Regions from separate parts of the Arachis hypogaea genome. Here region 2 is linked to region 1. The links are chromatin contacts, called in public Hi-C maps. All regions are on one chromosome and are shown on one strand. The core of a region is the stretch at or near the end of the contact, and the rest is flanking DNA. Distances in the headings are between cores, read along the strand shown.

Region 1 (2,700 bases), core at 99-2,598:
CCGATGGTGTTGGATAAGGAGCAAGTGGAACTGGCATTATAGATTACAATACTTTTAATAAATAAATAAAGAAAAAAAGTATTAAAAGAATTATATATTATCTTTCTCTGCCAAAATCTACAGAGAGGAAAGCAGTTTCTTCCATTTTATTTTGTTTCAACTCCTGAAAAGTGAGGAAACGAACAGCATTTTCCTTGTAGTGATAAATTAATACTCGTTAATAAACCCCATTGTCAATTGGCTCAAAAAGCTTTTCACCCGTATCAAAAACTGAGGAATACAGGACAAAACAAACACCTTTGAGTTTTACTGCCCACTAAACATGTAAAACTTGAAAACATGAAAAGGATTTACTAATCTAGAATCATCAAATTAACACCAACACTCTCCAAAATTGTGCTTTTCTGACTGATAAAGGAATTATTACATCTACCTTCACAAATCAAATTTCACTAACATAGTAATAAACAAATCAAATACTACCATAAACTACATCATATGTCATATATTTCATTGCTTTCGATAAAAATCATCAACATATATATTACCAAATATGACATACCTATTTGACAAAATTTTTCAAACCTAACACAAACCCTCATGCCAATAACTCACAGCACAAACAGAGTTCATCAAAAAAATAAATACATAAAAATAAAACATAAAAATCTAAACATAAAACAATGTCAAACCACATGTTCTAGCAGAAGCACTAACAGTTTAAAAGGAAAAAAAAAAATTATCAAAGAGAAACATAGATGAATACCTAGATTTCTAAGATGTCAAGCAATTATAGATACATAAATACATTAAAATACTGAGGTATCCTTAACCCAAATCCTTACCTGAAGAAGAAGATCTTGTGCTTGAAAAAGATGAACAAGGTTGCAGAATACAAATTAAACTCTCTCTGGGGTTATTGCTGAGACGTGAGGAGAGAGAGAGAGAGAGAGAGAGGCGAGGGAGGCGCGGCGACAACACGAGCAGGAAGCACAGCTCGAGCAGACGGAAACGACGTGACAAAACGACGGAAACTTTAAAAAAAAACGGAGGCGTTCTTAAACAAAAAAAAAAAAAAAGATGGCGCAACGAAAGAGAGAAAAACTTACAGTGATATTGTTGGGAAATGGATCTTGGTTCCGAAGAGTGGGAACGGTGGTGGATTAGGGGAGAGAGAGAGGAGGAGAGAGAGAGAGAGAAATGGGGGTTTGGGTCACAGTGACAGAGAGAATGGGGATTGTATGACTAATAGTAATAAGTGCTGCATCATAGCGTTAAAATTCCGTCCTAAACAGAAAAAAAAAATTGGAAATATAGCGTTAAAATCACGAAGGTAAACCATCTTCTACGAGTATGGCAGGAAATCATTTATTTATTTTATTTAGCTTGAAATTTTTATGTTTTATTTATTTTTCTCTAATATTATCTTTTCATTTTGTTATTTTTTATATGGATAATTAAAATTGAAAAAAAGATAACCTGTTAATTAGGCTACAATATTATTTTTAAAAATTAAAAACTGAGCTACATACATTTTTACAAAAAGAAAAATAAAAAAGTTAAAACCAATGATTTATTATTTTATCTATTATTTTTATATTTTAGTAGCATTAGCATTTCCCTGAACACCAATTGCCTTTTTTGGGGAAAAAAAACGCAATGTTAATTTTAAATATTTAATATTTTCAAAATGTTTCAATTTTATTCTATTGGTATATAGTATACGAAAAATTTAGAGTAAATTACTATTTGTATCCAGAAAAGTTAAAAACGCTGACATATCTACCCATAAAAAAAAAGAAATTACTATTTGTACCCATGAAATATGGATTTTGCACAACAAAATTATTCAAACACTAACAAATCACCTAAAATCTCTAAATTACCCTTATCTTCACCACCATTTTTCTAATCTCAAATCTCACTACTACCCAAACACTTCTTCACCACCATTAACACCATCACCGTCACCACCACCGCCATCACCACCTCTACTACTCTTGGACCGGTTCTCAACCTTCATCTAAAAGTTCAAAACTTCACCCCATCATAAAACACCCAATTCAGCCAACTTAAGCACATGCCAGAGTTTGAATACACAAAATCTAGAGACTAGAGTTAGAATTCACAGCCTCAATTGGTGTAACAATGGTGGAGATATCCAATTTTCCATTAAACCCAAAGCCCGCAAAAGAAGAAACTCTGCAATCTCAGATGCAGAAATCTATACCCAACCCTAAAAACGTACGAACAATTAAACCCGACTTCAAGTGCCTCATCCTCAACCTCACAGTTCTCTTTTCATTTATTCTAGGTTTTCCTGTTCCTATGAAAATCCATCGAAATCTACCGCGCTCCACTCCCCTTCGGCCGAATTGAATTCTTCTCCTTGCAACTGGAGTCCAATCCCTTACTTCCCCTGCTGATTTCGAGCCATATTCGTCGGCGTCAAGGCTTGGTCAGATCCTGGCAGCGAACATGAGAGCAAACAGCAAAGCGGCAGAGAGAACCCCAGCGCGGTAGAGAGGGCAGCTTGTGTGGAAACGAAGCCAAGTATCGATGCAATCAACATGGAAGGTTTGTGAGCAAAGAGGCAAGGTTTGAACATAATCATCTTCTTCGAATTCGAAGCAGCAAATGACACCGTTGTGGTGTGAAGATGAACGGCGAGAAATGTCATTGAGTTCCCTAGTGTGTATA
Region 2 (2,700 bases), core at 195-2,694, 360 kb after region 1:
ATTTTACTTGGAAAAATTACAAGCCAATTTTAATTGTCGAGTTTTACATGCCTTGCTTGATTCTAGACCTTGATATGTTCAATGCCGATATTTTTGTTTCATTGTCTAAGGCATTAATTCTGCTGCGACATTGCAACAGGTTCCGATAGTTTCCTCAACTGGAGGACTTGTTGACACCGTGATAGAAGGATATACTGGATTCCATGCTGGAGCATTCAGTGTTGAGGTATAAAGATGTATACAAATACCCTTGTTTCATTTTGATTTGATAGAGGAGTTAACTAAAGATTGATAACTTGCGTTTGTTCTTCAGTGTGATGCTGTTGACCCAGCTGATGTGGAAAAGTTAACTTCTACCGTCATTAGAGCCCTTACAACCTTCGGTACCCCGGTCTGGAAAGAGATAGTCCAGAACTGCATGGCCCAAGACTTCTCATGGAAGGTAATAGCACACACCACGCAGCATGTAACTTAAACTATTTCTCTTTAAAATTTAAACTATTCCGTAAGAATTGCGAATAATTTTTTTTATATAATATGTCCTTTTACACAAGTGACAGGCCCATCCTACCATTTTTCAAAATTTCAACTTTTATTCAGAAAAATGGAGAGTAACAATGATTGAATTCTAGACCTATTTGTTATTAAAAGTTTTGATGGCATGACATGAAAATCATCCCTCCCGAAAGCTTAAGTTGTTAGACAAGCCAAGGCAAGGGAATGATCTCATGCTATTTACTTATAGCACGCTTGTTTAGATATAAAACATAAACGGAAAAATAAAGTTCCACTAATCATTAGGATGATTGATTATGTTGCAGGAACCAGCAAAACTATGGGAAAAGATGCTGTTGAGCCTTGGCGTTGCTGGCAGTGAACCTGGAATTGAAGGAGAGGAGATTGCTCCTCTCGCAAAGGAAAACCTACCCACCCCTTGAACACCGTCCCTAATAGATAGATAATAAATATATTTCCTTAGTTCACAAAGTAATGGCCATGGCCAAGAAATTTATGTAATGCTTGGCCTGCATTATGGTTTAATTTGTAGGTATAGCCATCAGCTCATAAAATTATCAACTGGGTTCCAAGGGATCCGGTAGTTTTATATTGGAACTTGAGTGTAAAGTTCTTTTTGCAAGCAATTTATAAAACTAAGTAACTAACATAAACTTCATCTCGAAAAATAAAAAGGGTTAAAACAAAAAGACACTAACTTATATCCAACATGAGCAACAGAGTAAGGTGTGTAAACTCTATCAATTAAACTTGAAGCACCTGACTCTTGGGTAATGATGTACTCTATTAGTGTATAAACTATTAGTAGATAGGCTTCATAGAGAAGCATGCCATATCTGTTTTCTTATATATTCTTTTGCCATTGGTTTTGCACTTTATGTAATTTCAAAGTTCAGATTCAGATTACTGCAAAGTAAATGCTCTTATAATGACATCTTCACATGAAGATGACATTGCGAACCGTTAGATCGTTCAATGCAAATCTAAATTGTTGTTTGCATGCATCAAGTTTTACCAATGGAAAATATTGTGTATTATGTTAATATTGTATTCGTATGATGTGACTCTGAGATATTGTATCAACTTATACATTTTCTATCATCTATTGTTGTATCAGGTGGCTTCATCATTTGAAATGTGGTTTATATTTTATTCCATAATAAATGATATCTGAGTTAATATGATATTTATGAGTGTATAACACTGATGTAGGCCCTTGTGGGTTTATTGATATAATAATTTTCACATCTAATACATGTAATAAGATATGAATATTAGTATGTTTTTCATCCACATGTTTGGAGAAAGTAAATATTTGACATTATTATTTATTATTAATAATTTTGAAAAGGGGAGAGATAGTTATGTGTGGAAGGGATCATATTAAAAAATAATTTCAACTGTGTTGTTTTTTTGGTTTATGGTGCTCATATTAAAGAGAAAAAATTTGTTATGTGGGAGGAGTTGAGCTATACTGCTAAATTGTGTTAGGTCTCTTGTTGTTTTATAGGAGACTTTAATGAGATTGTAAACGTTGAGGAAAGAAAAGATACTACTAGCCTAACAGCATCTGCTGAAGACTTCAAAGATTGGATACAAGATATAAACTTGTTGGACTTACTGCTTAATGACCGTAATTTTACGTGGTTCAGAGGTCGTTCCTGCAGTCGGATTGATAGAGTTCTGGTTAGTCTGGAATGGGTTGAGGAGTTCCCTGAGATTCGCTTAAGAGGAGGACCGAGGGGCTTGTCAGATCACTGCTCGATGATAGTGGAAGATTCAAGGTTGAGAGATGGACCTAGACCGTTTAGAAGCCTAGACTCATGGTTTACACATGAAGATTTTTTCAGAATGGTAAAAGAGGAATAGAGGGGGCTAGGGGAGCTACAATTCATAAATAAATTGAAGGCCTTGACAATTCCTTTGGGGAGATGGCATAGAGACAATTTTGGAGACATGGATAACAAAATTACGAAATTTGAGGAAGAGATCAAGAAGATAGATAACATGGTAAGCAATGGAGTATATCCCGGAACGGTGGAGGCAAGAAGAAAGGCGTTAGTGACTTTTTGTGAGAAGTGGTATGTGAGAAAAGAATTACCCTGGAAATAGATAGCTTCAACAAGAAGGAGGAACAACAGGATTGATGCACTGGTAATTAATGGAAGGTTGGTAAGAAATCAA

The links. A called contact is a pair of places that touch in the nucleus more often than the background predicts.
Region 2: a contact with region 1 is called in a Hi-C map of leaf, with 2.1 times the contacts expected there. The contact joins the promoter of LOC112778545 here to the promoter of LOC112775824 in region 1. A contact is called at or near these places in 3 of 8 Hi-C or Micro-C datasets (leaf and an unstated tissue).

What each region holds. Positions count from the first base shown.
Region 1 is chr19:97,856,601-97,859,300 of arahy.Tifrunner.gnm2.J5K5, forward strand. It overlaps LOC112775824 (nuclear pore complex protein NUP98A), which reads right to left and starts at 1,349. Exons shown (of 13, transcript XM_025819708.3): 1 at 846-1,349.
Region 2 is chr19:98,217,494-98,220,193 of arahy.Tifrunner.gnm2.J5K5, forward strand. LOC112778545 reads left to right here and starts at 1,445. Exons shown (of 4, transcript XM_025822852.1): 1 at 1,445-1,478; 2 at 2,027-2,300. The coding sequence starts at 1,445. It overlaps LOC112775088 (granule-bound starch synthase 1, chloroplastic/amyloplastic), which reads left to right. Exons shown (of 14, transcript XM_025818555.3): 12 at 140-226; 13 at 314-442; 14 at 822-1,169. The coding sequence ends at 938.